Linked DNA regions of Mus musculus: region 1 is linked to region 2. Evidence: chromatin contacts called from public HiChIP or PLAC-seq data. All regions are on one chromosome and are shown on one strand. Each heading gives the region's core, a stretch centred on a gene start, on an enhancer-like site or on the middle of the called end of the contact. The rest is flanking DNA. Distances are from core to core; before and after follow the strand shown.

Region 1 (7,916 bases), core at 245-2,744, 570 kb before region 2:
ACTGTAACAGCATGTGTGTTATAGCTCAGTAAAGCTGTCAGAGTGCCTTGTATTTAGCTTGTTCAGGAGCTGCCTTCATGTTGGTGTCATGCCTCCTTTCAGCAGGTCAGAAAGATGGAGAAGAGAACTGCCATTTGACTAGAACGGAATCTCACTCCTCCAGCATAGAGCCAGCTTTCAAAGTCAGCCTCACAAGTGGCTTTGAAAGCAAAAACATATGCTGCAATTAAAAGACACTGAATGTCTTAATTCACTGCTTCTTAATGAGTCAAGAAAATGGGTTGGGAATTCATAGACCCTTAAACCCTGGTTTTAAAGCTGAGTGTCTGGGGGTTTCTTAACTCAGGCTCAGACAAACTACCATGGACTGGCGAGAGTGTCCTAGCTCAGGCTCTCACAAACTACCAGTGACAGTTGAAGCATCACAAAGCACCACGGACTGGGTGGCTTAACACAGAGGATTCCCATGTCCCATCCATGGCACTTCATCAAATCCAGTCCCTTCCTCAAGACCCCCCCCCCCAACTTCCATGATTATGGACAGCAGAATTCAGCCCATAGTGGTGGGGAAATTAATCTCTCACTTCCCTCCTATGTCATAGGTTGACTCTCCCTGTATCTCCTAGGGAGCAAGTGAGGGGAGAGAGAGGAGAGGCCGGCTGTGCTCTAGAGGGTGGCAGACCGAGAGACTCTGGCTCTGGTGGAGAAACCTGTTCTGGGGTGACAGATCACTGTCAGAGCCTGTGTGGTGGGAGTCCCTGGCCAGGTCCTCAGTAACCTGGTTCTGCTGGTGGTGGCAGCTGCTGTCTCATAGCACCTTGTGCCCTTTTGCAAGACTGTTGTTATTTCATCTTTGTCCGCACGTGTGTATGTGTGTGTGCATGTACAAACAGGTGTGCATATAGCATAGAACATGTCTAGAAGTCACTGGACAACTGTGGGGGTCAGGACTTGCTGTCTACTCTGCTTGAGACAGTCTCTTGCTCACCCCTGTGTCCCTCTAGGTTAGCTGCTTGTCAGCTTTCAGGGATTCTCGTGTCTCTGCCTCCCGTTTCTCCGTAAGAGAGCTGTGATTACAGATGAGCACAGCCATGTGTAGCTTTATGTGGGTTCCAGGGGTCCTGCATGTGTAACTAGTACTCTACCCAGTGAATCACTGCCCTGGCTCTTAGGGCCTGCAAAATCACTGTCTAGCTTACTGAGTGAGAGACCCCAGAATAGTATCGGAGCTGTGTCCTCATCAGGGACAGCCCGTCCCTCAGCCACTTCTCCTAAGTCACTTCATGACCAGTGACTGGCTCCACTGTTCTGTTTCCAGACGTGGTAATGGGTCAGCGGCCTCTGACCTTTTCTGTTTCCCCTCTCAGTGGGAAAAACATGTTCTCTTTCCACATCTGAAATAGAAACGAAATTTCTTGTAAAATATACATCTGTGGGAGGAACCCATTGCTATTCTAACCCTGCTTCCTCCTATTCTTGAGTTCCTGGTCTGCCGGCTGTTGCCTGTGACTTTCAACTTCCACTTTCCGAGTTGCAGTTGCAGCTAACTGCATGCCTAAGTGTGCTGGAGAGGGAAGCACTTGTTTTCAGGCTGCAGCTTTTGAGCTGCAGGTTTTCTTGTTGAGATTTGTTTGTTTGTTTGTTTGTTTTTTCATTGACTTCTAGAATAAACAGGAGGGTTGTTAGTACTCTAGTAATTTGGTGTGTTTTTTTTCCAAGTAATTTAATTATACCAGCAATTATTTGTCAGTTACAGCCTATTTAGTTTGGAAAAAAAAGTTTCTATACTATTTATTTAAACTAGCTTCTTTATTTTTTTTTTTAAATAAGGAGGAAACTGTCATCACACCATAAGATCAACTTTTTAAGGTCATTCCCTCTTAGCCAGTGTGTAGCGAGTTCTTGGCTGAGGAACGGACAGGAATAGAGAGCTTTTGTGAGATGGGGTTTTATTTAATGAGGGAGGGGAAACAAAAACAACAACAACACCGTATGGCCTGAAAAAATGTTGAATCTTCTGCTGCTGTTTTGTTCTGCAGAGACAGGGCCTCACGCCCGCCCTGTTATCTCCGGAAATCCCTCCTGTTAGCAGCCCTCAGCTGGTGGGAGAGCATTCTGTGTGTGTGAGCATTCTGTGTGTGTGAGCATTCTGTGTGTGTGAGCATTCTCTGTGTGTGTGAGCATTCTCTGTGTGTGAGCATTCTCTGTGTGTGTGAGCATTCTCTGTGTGTGAGCATTCTGTGTGTGTGAGCATTCTCTGTGTGTGAGCATTCTCTGTGTGTGTGAGCATTCTCTGTGTGTGTGAGCATTCTGTGTGTGTGAGCATTCTGTGTGTGTGAGCATTCTCTGTGTGTGAGCATTCTCTGTGTGTGTGAGCATTCTCTGTGTGTGAGCATTCTGTGTGTGTGAGCATTCTGTGTGTGAGCATTCTGTGTGTGTGAGCATTCTCTGTGTGTGAGCATTCTCTGTGTGTGTGAGCATTCTCTGTGTGTGAGCATTCTCTGTGTGTGAGCATTCTGTGTGTGTGAGCATTCTGTGTGTGTATGAGCATTCTGTGTGTGTGAGCATTCTGTGTGTGTGAGCATTCTGTGTGTGTGAGCATTCTGTGTGTGTGAGCATTCTCTGTGTATGAGCATTCTGTGTGTGTGAGCATTCTCTGTGTGTGTGAGCATTCTCTGTGTGTGAGCATTCTGTGTGTGTGAGCATTCTCTGTGTGTGAGCATTCTCTGTGTGTGTGAGCATTCTCTGTGTGTGAGCATTCTCTGTGTGTGAGCATTCTCTGTGTGTGTGAGCATTCTGTGTGTGTGAGCATTCTCTGTGTGTGAGAGCATTCTCTGTGTGTGAGCATTCTCTGTGTGTGTGAGCATTCTCTGTGTGTGAGCATTCTCTGTGTATGAGCATTCTCTGTGTGTGAGCATTCTCTCTGTGTGTGAGCATTCTCTGTGTATGAGCATTCTGTGTGTATGAGCATTCTCTGTGTGTGAGCATTCTCTGTGTGTGAGCATTCTCTGTGTGTGAGCATTCTGTGTGTATGAGCATTCTCTGTGTGTGAGCATTCTCTGTGTGTGAGAGCATTCTCTGTGTGTGAGCATTCTCTGTGTGTGTGAGCATTCTCTGTGTGTGAGCATTCTCTTTGTGTGAGCATTCTCTGTGTGTGTGAGCATTCTCTGTGTATGAGCATTCTCTGTGTGTGAGCATTCTCTGTGTGTGTGAGCATTCTGTGTGTGTGAGCATTCTGTGTGTGTGAGCATTCTCTGTGTGTGTGAGCATTCTCTGTGTGTGAGCATTCTCTGTGTGTGAGCATTCTCTCTGTGTGTGAGCATTCTGTGTGTATGAGCATTCTCTGTGTGTGAGCATTCTCTGTGTGTGTGAGCATTCTGTGTGTGTGAGCATTCTCTGTGTGTGAGCATTCTCTGTGTGTGTGAGCATTCTGTGTGTGTGAGCATTCTCTGTGTGTGTGAGCATTCTGTGTGTGTGAGCATTCTGTGTGTGTGAGTATTCTCTGTGTGTGAGTATTCTCTGTGTGTGAGCATTCTCTGTGTGTGTGAGGACTCACTTAAGACTGCCTGAAACCTTTCAGCATTTCTGCCTGCGTAATCCAACCCACCTTTTGAGTTGTGGGCAGGACAGGGATCTGCTTGGCACCTGTTTGAAGTGACACATTTCACAGGTGTTGTATATTAAAAGAGGCCGTTCTTACCTGCTGAATGAGAAATTAAGTGAGTGCATTTGGTGTGCCGGGGCTATTCTCGCATGGTAGGACAACCTGCTTAATTTTAGATCCCCGAGTTACTATTCTCTAAGGGTGCCCTCCCAGGAGATCTGGCAGTCTCCACGAGGCTTCAAACTTTCGGGAACAAGTAGAGGACAGTGGCTGGTGTTCAGGACAATCAAGAGAAGCCAGCAGAGCAAGAGCTGGGGGTGCAGGAAGAGGAGCCCAGAAGGCAAGTGACAAGGCCTCACAGACAGAGATCGTTTCATCTGCAGTGCTGAGGGAAAACAGGGCTCTCAGACTCTTAGGACACTGGGTCTTCCTACCTGGTGAGCTCCTCCTCCCCAGACACACGCAGCAAGCATGTCTCAGTGCCTGCTCTTGCCTCTCTGGGGCCCACCATATGCTGCCCCCTTTCTGAATGGCCTCCTTAGATTGGGGGCAGTTCACTCTCCACAGGGACTAAGGCCCCGTCTACAACAGCACCATCCTTTATTAGCAGATGTCAAGTATTCAGAGCGCCCCGAGAGCTCTGAGAGACACCATGCAGGATCCTGCCTGCTGAGCTGCCCACTCTGCCTGGCTGTGGTCGGCCCACTGGGCAGGAAACAGCTGAAAGGATCTGTATCGGGCAGGACCTCCAAAGCCAAGTTCAGGAGGGACAAAGGGCAGGGAATGCGAGACAAAAACAGACAGAGGAAGAAGGGAAAGGGAACGAGGGAGAGGGCAGGGACAAAGGACTACCTCTGGATAGAGAGGACACAGACAGGGCCCATAGCAAATGACAGTTTACAAAGGTAAAAGGGGAAAGCCCACGTTAGGATGAGGAGTTTTAATTAGACATCTTAATTAGGTTGATTGCTGGACTTCAATACTTTGACAGCTGGACCTTAGTAGTTAGTTAGCTTAGTAGTTGGAAGGAGGAAGTGACCAAATAAGGGAATGGGCCTTAGGGACTAGCTTCAGGAGTGTTACCAGTGTTACCAGGGTTTAGCAAGGCAGGGGGAATGGGGAGGAGGGCAAGGCCTGCCAGAGCCGCGTTTGCCAGGCCTGCCATACTCAGGCCAGCCAACCTCTGATGCTGAGAGTCTGGTGCTGAGGGTGGGGATGAGCCTAGCCCGGCCGTGTGGCTCCGCCGTGACACTGCGCTTGTGTTTCCTGAGGGGACACATCCCTTCGAAGGCCTGTGTGGTGCTCAGCTGTAGCACACAGGGTGATGCTGTACCCGCCCGGCCCTTACCCGCGGCTGTCACCGTTAAGTTCTATAGGAAGTTCCAAAACCCTAAGACAGCACACAGCGTCCTCACTGACTTTCCTGACAGACCTTGGCGCTCCTGTGGGACCTCCCTCCTCTACCCACAGGAGGCCTTTGCCACCCCTTCCCAGTCACTCCAGCTGCTTACTGTTCCTAGCTGCCACACAGACTGTGACTCCAGCTGAAGTGGGCGCCTCCCCTCGGGTCAGCAGGCCCCTCCCACAAGGAAGAGGCTTAGAAACACTGACAGAAGGAATGCTAAAAAAAACAAAAACAAAAACAAAAAAGAACAAAAACTTACATCCAGAGATGAGGACCCCCTACGGTCCTTTCTCCCGCCCCCCCTTCATTTTAAACTTACATCATCTTCTACCTCAGCCAATCTTCAGGGTGCTCGGTGCTGCGGCACCAACTGTCCATCCTCTAAGCCCCGTCTCTTCTTTGTGGGTCAGTATTTTGGAGTCTACAGCAGCTGCACAGTTAGTTCATCCATCCCAGCATTCCAGAGACCCAGCCACCTCCTGGGTGCCCAGAAATGGCGAAGGTGTGAGCGTATGGGTGTTGGTTTTCCAGCCCTTGGGGAGTCACATGGACAGCCTGGGTTGTTAAAGGGACACACATGGTTCACATTGTCATTGTCATCTGGGCCAGAAGAAAAATGCAGTTCAGCAGCAGGCTCCCTCACATGAAGCGTCCAGGGCAGGCTTTCCAGCCAGAGTGGAGCTTCTAACTTCCTATTAAAGGACGAATGAACCAGGAAAGGGTGAGGGAGATGCTCCCAGGGGGGAGAGTTTGACTCAGAGCACCATACATGAAGACAGCCTTAGGGAACATCAGTGATCAAGGACAGTGTGGCCGGAGCTGGTCACAGGTGAGGCAGGACCCAAGCTGAGAGGTGGCTGGAGCTAGGACGTGGTCCAGAGACTGGAAACCACAGGTGGGCTTGTCATTCCTCACATCTCTTGTGGGGGTGTTCACGGGAGCTGGGCTGATGTTTTCAGGTTGTCCATGGTCATGCAAGTATATATGTGAGCACAGAAGTCAGCTTCAGTTTGGTCAGAATTGTACCAGATGGCTCATTCTCCACGCCAGCAGTGCTCCAGCGGGGCTCCAGCGGGGCTCCAGCGGGGCTCCAGCTTGCACAGTGCTGGTCACCTGGAAGGCTTGTTAAACACTTTGCAAATCAGTAGCCATGTATGTCTGTTTCTGTCGCTGTGGAACAAGTTACAGCAGATGCGTGGTTTGCCCCATCAGGGTCTGACAGGTCTGGAGGTGGGAAGACCAGGCACGCTCATGAGGTGTTCTCACTCTTAGAGGCTGGAAACAGGGTCCCGGCTGGTCTGCACGGCTGTCGGGAATCTGTGAAGGGGACTCTACTTCTCAGCCTGCTCAGATTCTTCTCCCTGAGGTGGGCCTTGCTCCTCAGGGCGCTTGCCTTCCTTGCCAGCAGACTCCTCCATTGTCAGAGTCAGCATCAGAGAATGGCTCACCAGCCTTGTTTGCTTTTCAGACACACAGTTACCCAGGCTGGCCTTGAGCTCACGGGGTAGCCCAGTCTAACCTCAAACTTGGAATTCCCCCATCTCAGTCTCCAAAGGCTTGGGATTACAGGCCCGTGCCACCGTGCTAGAATGTCTCACACTGAGTCTGATCTCAGGAAGAGCCAGGTCCCTTTGAGAGGCTCCCCTGCATAATCTCCAGAAGTGACTTCATCTAATCACAGAACAGAAGCAAGCCTTCCTAGTTAAAGCTCCAGGAAATGCAGGCCATGACACCAGGTGCCACATTAGGGTTTCTCCCTACTGCAGTAGAAGAGGCATAAATCACATTTCCCATAGGCCCCATTTCCCCAGGTAGTGGCCATGATGCTTGCTAGCAACTGATGTCTGAGAAGAGTACTTACTTCTGCTGACTGGACAAGCATTTGGCTTAAACTGTTCTACCTCACAGAGAAGGGAAGTGCAGCTGAGAGCACTTCAGCCAGCACACGAGACTACTACCTCACAAGTACTGGACAGTCAGCCTGGGTCTGGGCCAGTCATGCCAGAGTCTAGCTGCAAATCTCATTGTGTACAACCTGGCAAGCTGCAGTTGACGAGGAACTGCTAGTGGGAAGGGCTAGAGCCTGGTCATATCCAGGCCTTGGCCACTCAGCATGCTAACCTCAGAACTACCCATCCAGACATGCACACCCTTAGTCCCAACACTGGAGAGGCAGAGGCAGGCAGATCTCTGTAAGTTTAAGGCCAGTCGGGCTATATAACGAGACCCTTCCAAAATAGAAGCGAGGTCGGGGTATAGAAGCGATGTCTCAGTTCTCGTGAGCACCAGCTACTCTATGGTTATGCCTTCCACACACAAAGCTCAGCAAAGCCTGCTCTTGAATTCACACGGGTGGAAAAGCAGTGCAGGCTGACCCTCCGTGCTTGCTTCCCATCTGATTAGCTGCAACTCTTGCCTCGTGAGCACGGCTGGGAAAGGCCCCCTTACTGTTGCTGCAGAAGGATGAACGTTCAGTGCTTAAAGAGAAAGCAGTGAGTGTTACTCCCGAGTTTCCATCTCTGCAGAGGCATCTTCCTGGATTTTGCTTGGCCCAGAGGCTGCACGGAGCCTCTGTTACATTCCAGATGCCGCACATCGCTTACATTCTAAGAGCAAGCATCCTGAAGCGTGTACATGGCTTTTTACCTTTCCAAGTGAGTGAAGTAGATGAGCTTTTCAGAAAAGCAGCTGGCTTCTTAGATTCTGCATGAAATATCAGCTTTTCAGATAGGAATGAGAAAAGCAAAGATGTATTTTTTTCCTATCCATTTGAAATCTAACCCTAGTCTCAAATCTTTTATCTACAGAACGTACTGTCGTTGCACTGGTTGACTGAGTTGGGTTCATCACCTAGTGGACTTAGCCTTTGTAGACCCCTGTCACCTCATCCCTGAACACCTATGCATC
Region 2 (7,046 bases), core at 1,230-3,729:
TATAGGAGACTCCATTTCAACCAACAAGCACAGTACCAGCGCTGTAACCTAACTGGAACCTCTTTTTAGAATGTCAAGAGCTTTTTAAGCAAAGACCAAGGCAAGTAGGGGTGGTGCGACTGGAGCTCAGGCAGGCTGTCTCTGAAGCAGGCTCCCTCCACAGGGAGGAGTCTTGGGCACCTTCAACCTCAGTCTCAAAGTGCACTGAGAGACCTTGTGATTCCTTGAGCTCTCCCTTTCCACCACGTCTTCCTTCCTTGGTCATTACTCTACCCCCTCTGTTTGTTCCATCTGATCTTTCTCAGAAAACATGACTGGGCTCCTTGACTTCCATGTTTGTTTCTGAAAGATTATTTATTCAACTTGGAAAAAAAAAAAAAAAGAAAACCCTTCCCACTCATACACTCACTGCCCACAGATCAACATCTATTTGGACAGCTGCACGTGCAGGTCCTGGACCTACAAATGGAAGTCTAGGCGGTGGTAAGACACCAAAGCTTTTAAGTTCAGACTCCATTTTAGAGAACTTGACCTAAGTTTGAACTCGGATAAACTAACCTAGCATTAGTTTCCAAGTTACCCCCCCAACAAAATCTGAGCTCCAGTTTCTAGACTCACCCCAATAAGACCTGTGTCTCTAGGTTAATGTCCCCCATCAAATCCAGGTTATTTCCTCAACAAATCTGCACCCTTAGGCTGCAAGCCTGCCTCTGCCTCACAACCACCAATGCAGTGGGAGGCAGAAGTTAAGTTTATGGTTTGACTCCCAGCACCAGCCAAGAATGCTAAAGTATACCTCTCACCTGGGTGCTTGCCAGGCTAGAAACACACACACACACACACACACACACACACACACACACACACACACACACCTTCCCGCCGCTGGCTGCTTTCTATAAAACCTTGCCCCACAGATGGTCTAGGTTCCCCTCCACCAAAGCCGCCCTGCTTGTCAGCAGTGAGCTGAGCCTGAGCTGGAATAAGGTCCAGGTGTGACTGCATCACACTGACTTCTGACTGCTCTTCTGGAGTTTACTAACACTTCCTTGCCACTACAGTGGCTTCACCCATCAATTGCTTACATGCTGTTTGGCGAATGCCATTTCCTGATGACCAAGGACAGAGACCCTCAGAGTGGGCAAGTGGGAGGTACACTTCTCTACACAACACACTTGCTCAGCAGAAACTTTCTGTAGAAACAGCTTTCTGTCTTATTCCGAAACACATGACCGGTTGCAATTTTAGTTCCTGGCTAACAAAATAGCATCATTTCCTAGCCTGCAGGAAATTACTGAATTTTTTGCTGACGGACATGATTGTCAACACGAATTATTAGGAAGTTGTATTTCTCCATTTCTTCCCCCAAATGAAAAATACAGATAATGATGGAACAACTGTAGCTGGCTTCACTTTGCACCCTGGTAAATCTCTGTTTGGCAATGGTATTACTAAATCTAGTTGAGAAGCCAATAACCCTGTTGTCAGTAGGCCAGCTAGAGGAAGGGCCATGAACACACACCCTTTCAAAGAGGAACAACTCAAGACTGCCAAAGACAGCATATTAACACATACGTGGAACTGAAGTCTGCCCAGTTGTTGGGGGTTGTGGAGGGCTCAGAAGAGGTCACTGGCAAAGGAGCAGGGGTCTCACGCAGAGCCAGTTTGGGGGCAGGGGCAGATGTCAGATCGGTCACTGGTTTGGCTGGAGTGGGAACCTCATTTTCTGGAATCTTTTCTGCATAGTTTGCAGGGAACCATCCCGTCTTCCCTTTCAGCTCTCCTCCAAGCCATCCTGGCTCTCCAGTCTGGCTTTCATCCACCTGTGGGAAGTCACAATGTTTCATTTAAATGGAAACAACCAACTGCTGAACACACCAGTCACCCACGACAAAGCCACAGCCTCTGCCCCTGACTGACACATGGCACAGACAGTTCCCGTCTTAGTCTCAGTGCCCATGAAGTGGCAAGCTCCGTAAGCACGCGCGTTCCTACTGACTTTTCTCTCCTGAGCTCCTAATGGGATGAGCTGAAGCACCTCAGCTCAGGTCCTCAGGCATCTACCTCACAGCGTCCACCTGACAGGTCTCATTACTCAGGAAGTCATGCAATTCGTAAAGATAATTTGACTTGGTTTTTATTATTCCAAGCAAGGAGAGCAACCAACCAAAAGCATTCTAAAACCTTCACTATCTAAGCATTTATTCAATATAGAGACAAGGAGGATAAAACCAAAACAGCAGCCACTTAAGAGCTCCACAGATACAAGATGAGGAGATGAACACACAGCATATTCAGAGCTATCACTACTTTAATTCAGTCTCTCAGAGGCTATAATTTTAAAGTCCACAACATTCCACAAGAATAGAGCCTTCTGTTGAAAATGTTCCAAGGGGCCATCTGCTTTGCCGAGTGCAGCCAGTGCTTGTGTCCGTCCTTAGTTCTGCCCCAAAGGATGCATCCAAATGGGCCTCCATATCCTACTGATCCTACAGTTACCTCCCTGGCTTAGGAGCACCTGGAGGTGGCTCTGGAGGACAGAGCTCGCTCAGTCAGAAAGCTGGCTCCAATACTAGAGTCCAGTGAGTCCTATTCTTACGTCTATACATGTGACCTGTAGCTGAGGCCACTGACTTTTCAAACAACCACAGGAACAGGGCAGGTCTAAACATCTGAAGGGCAGCAGGTGCTCCTAACTGCTGGGCCATCTCTCTAAAAGTAACTTAAGGCTGAGGACAGGAAAGGCGGGCCCTCGGGTCATGTGCGGTCAAGGGCGCTGGCTTTGCTTTACAATTTGGTCACTGTTACTGACACTGATACTGGTGCAAGCACGCTTCCCAGTCAACTCCCTCCACTGTCTGCTTCTTCCCTTCGCCAGGCAGTGCCAGCTATTTATAAACTGCTGTGTTCTTCTGCTTGGATTCACTTTGGTGCTGCTCTGAACTCCTGGTTCATGCTTTCTGATGGCGTCATACCACACGCAACTGCTGGGCACTGGAAATGGCGGCTGCTATCCTCCTAAGCACTGAGTAGGTTGGTGGCCAGGCTCGCGACCTCCACCTTAGGACTAAAGTCAGGTGGGAGAGAGTCAGGAGTGTCTCTCAAACAACAAAGCACTGCTGAGTCTGATGAAAAACGGGGCTATGCGTGTAGAGTGCCTCGAATTTAATGCAGGATCTGTAGCTGTAACTGTACAAGGTGGGCAAGTTTAACTTCTGGATGCTGCAGTTTCTTTGTCTATAACATGCCTGTCTTTGTATGGATACATCTTTGTTGTTTTGTTTTCCAGACAGGATCTCTGTGTAGCCATGGCCGTCCTGGAACTCCCTCTGTAGACCAGGCTACCATGGAACTCAAGAAATCTGCCTGCCACTGCCTCCCAAATGCTGGGATTAAGATGTGTGTCACCACTCCTGGCTTCTGATAAGTCTTTGTAATCTGCCGGGCACAAATAAAAGTTTAAAACCACAATTTTATAAAAATCCAACTCTGACTAATACGGTGTTCTCACATCTAGACATTGGTTCTGGTACCTCATTTTAACCTAGTTTACTCTAAACAAGCTTTGGTTCTCTGCTCCGGATGCCTGTCACTTCTGGTTAATCTTGCCAGGGTCATCTCCTGTAGGAACCCATTTAGTATCTGATTACTGCTTTTCTGGAACATTCACTGCCTCAAATGATAACTGCTTGGTATTGCCACGACCTAGGATCTACTGTTATCTCTTTGCCTGGCTAATGAGACTCTGGGCAGACATAAGGAACCAGATCAGAAATCTCGAAGCAATGTCTGACCACACATCTCAAGGAGAGGTCTAGCCCCACCCCACCCAGCCTGCCAGCAGCAAGGACAGAAGTCACAGTGCACCTCCAAGTAGCGTCAAGAGCTAGAGGAGGGGCCCTGAGCTCAGATCCAGCGTCTCCAACAAGAGCTCCCATCTCCAAGGCAACGATGAAATCATCATGGGCTTCACTTTTAGCGGAGGAAACTTACTGCCCTCAGCAACGGCCCAGACATGGTCTCAGGAATGTGAACTTACTCTTGTGGGGTTAGCTCATTTTAACGACTATGATTAAGGACCACAGCAGGCAGCAGGAATTCATTCTTAACACTTAACCACTTGGAAAACAGAGCGTCAACATGAACACGAGACATTTCTTCTTGAGTTTGGAAAACTTTGCCAAAAATGCCAATCTAATTTTGGAAAAAATGTAAGTGTACAACAGGCTGAGTAGGTTAAGCACATACACTCTGTAACACGGCAAGCTATGACGGACTTTCAGACAGAGCATGCTCACCCACTGTGGCTTTTATGAGGGAGTCTCAGGCTTTTTAATGAACAAGCTTAGTCTTAGTTTAATTATCTAACTAGGTCTGTCCCATCAATCCCAGTTTCTCTGGGAGCAATTCTGATACAACATCATGGAATTGAAGCCCAGACCCTAGATTCTGTTGAGCTGGTTTACAAAACAGTACTAACTACACACTGAGTATCGTGCCTGCTGGGCGTGAAAGTCAGATGTGCAGAGCGGTCAGTTCAGATTGAAATCAGCTTGGTTAAAGCTTGGGTTCTAACAGGTCTATGGGCACTGACCGCCATTTCACTAGGAAGCTCTGGCTTTTCTTAAATTTCCAACTTGGTTCCCGGGGAGGTGCTATTACATTTGGCTCTTTAATGACCTCGACTGACATTCCTGTCATTCCCATGCACTACCGTCTTCTTCATCAGGGTGACATTACTGAGGGATGGAAGAGCCTTTAGGAGATGAAGCCCAGCGAGAGAGCTTTAGGCTTGGGGTATGATTTGAAGGCAGACTATGGGACTCTGGGTCCATTCTTCACCCTCTCCTACCCTGGGGTACATTATCCAGCCATCTCTTCAAACTCTTACTTTTTCCGAGACAGGGTTTCTCTGTGTAGCCCTGGCTGTCCTGGAACTCACTCTGTAGACCAGGCTGGCCTCCAACTCAGAAATCCGTCTGCCTCTGCCTCCCAACTGCTGGGATTAAAGGCGTGCGCCACCACTGCCTGGCTCTTATTATTATTTTTTTTAAACTTAAAAAATGTTGTGTGTCTACTTGAGCACAGGCATGCATGCACTCGTGTCCTTGGAGGCTAGGAGATGGTATCAGATCAGTTACAGGTGCTAAGAATTGCCTCTTTACCACTGAATTTGGGTCTTCTGGAAGAGGAGGGAGTGCTCTTAACTACTGAGCGGTTTCTCCGAGCCCTTAACTTCCATTTCTTCAATCGGCTTACAATAACTGGCAGCTTTCCATGCATCCTTCATCTGGGTAACCCTCATCATGCGGACCCCTCACCTTTCCCACCCTACGCCCCGATCCCTGACAACCCTTCACTGCCATCACTCCCCTGCACCCCCTACCATACTTTCATATCACTTACGTCCTGCTAGCCCCTCCCTCAAGGCATCGCTACCCCAGCGACCCCACTGTTTCCTAGTTCTACAACCAGCACAGGAGGAACAAGCAGGGCTGAAGGTCCCAGGCAGGACCCACACTGCAGGAGGACACACAGCTCGCGCCCGCCACAGCTTTGTTTTTATGATGACTTTCACGTTTGTACAGGGACATTTTGCCTGCTTGTCTTCTCTAAGGCAGGGGCCTAGAGGACGGGGACTTTTCCCTTCAGTGTAACTAAGCAAGCCTGCAGAGGTAGTGTGTGAGAGGCTGCAGACAACACAGGAATGCACGAGGCTGGCTCCATAAACCTTTATGTGAAGTGTGCACACCAGGCTCTCACACTGGCAGTGACACGCACACCAACTAGGAAACATGCTGAGCTCTGAGGTAAGACTGTGGGAACCTAAAGAAGGTGGAAGAAGAGGTTTTAAATACTGTATGTATGCATGCTTATTGGTGTTTTGCTGGCATGTATGTCTGTGTGATGGTGTCAGAAGCCCTGGAACTGGAGTTACAGGCAGGCGTGAGCAGCCATGTGGGTGCTGGGAACTCAACCTGCGCTCTCTGGAAGAACAGCCAGTAGTCTTAACCAACGAGCCATCTCTCCAGTCCTCTGGAAAAGGGTTTGGTTTTTTTTTTTTTGTTGTTGTTGTTATTTTATTTGTTTTCCAAGTTAGGGTTTCTCTGTGTAGCCCTGGCTGTCCTGGAAGTCTGTATTTTTTTTTTTTGTCTCCACAAATAGAAAAAGAATGCCACACAGGCGTGAGGACCTGAGTTTGGGTCCCTACAGCCCACATAAAAGCCAGGAGTGGTGGCACAGGCCTGTGACCCCAGTGTGGGGAGGAGGAGGCAGGGTAAGGGCAGCACTTACACGGAACAGCTTTCAGACAAACGACTAGGTAGCTGGTAACAGTGAAAGAAGTCCTGGGACTCGGAAGTGTTTCCTAGACCATTTCAGGGAAGCTCTGGCAGGACAGAGGGGCGGGGCTACATTCCTTAATGGAAGGCCTACAGAGAATTCTAAACTGTGTATCAGAATTGAAAATACCCTGAATGTCTATGGCCTAAGGAAGGCATAGATGAAAGAAAGAGCAGACAGACAGAGCAAGGGAGCGAGCTTCATGTACATAAGAGTGTGGTGGTATATGGGGTGGTCCGCGATGGTGGGGGTGGCAGGGAGCGTGTGGAAGCTGCAGGACAGCTTTGGGGAGCTGACTCTCTCCCTCCAGCTTCCCGTGGTTACAGGAATCAACAGGGAGGGTCAGGCTTGCATGGCACGATCCTTCCCTAAGCCGCTGCTTACTTTCTGGGACTTCCTGAGTAATTTTCACACACCTGATGCTGCCTGGCACCAGCATTCAGATGGCCAGCTGCTGTGTGGTCCTCACGTAAAGCTTAACAAAAATGGCCATGAGTGAAGTCTCTCTCATTGCTCATCCAATTGCTTGGGCAATGCATGGCCGAGTCAACTCCATCCCCTGGGGATGGCCACCTCCACATCAGAAGAGCGGCCATTTATTGCTAAGGCTCTAAGCCTCAGACATGGAGATGATCAGCTAGGCAGCCTCAGTCACAGATCCCACATCACGTCACAGACTTCTTTCCTCTCTAAGTTCCTAGGTT

The links. HiChIP or PLAC-seq counts read pairs in DNA pulled down with a chosen protein or histone mark.
Region 1: an H3K27ac HiChIP or PLAC-seq map of microglia shows a contact between it and region 2, with 5 times the contacts expected there. The contact joins two enhancer-like sites.

The regions. Positions count from the first base shown.
Region 1 is chr16:92,409,384-92,417,299 of GRCm38.p6, reverse strand. The region is part of intron 1 of Rcan1 (regulator of calcineurin 1); the gene reads left to right. Among named protein-coding and RNA genes, the nearest start is that of Gm29805, 31 kb to the right of the region's middle. Within about 2 kb of position 1,494, at least 68 of the 459 cell types and tissues checked have an H3K27ac peak or open chromatin away from gene starts, as enhancers often do. A contact at or near this core is called in microglia, where this site is marked.
Region 2 is chr16:91,843,499-91,850,544 of GRCm38.p6, reverse strand. Itsn1 (intersectin 1 (SH3 domain protein 1A)) reads right to left here. Exons shown (of 39, transcript NM_010587.2): 20 at 1,576-1,823. Among named protein-coding and RNA genes, the nearest start is that of Gm52262, 57 kb to the left of the region's middle. Within about 2 kb of position 2,479, at least 52 of the 459 cell types and tissues checked have an H3K27ac peak or open chromatin away from gene starts, as enhancers often do. A contact at or near this core is called in microglia, where this site is marked.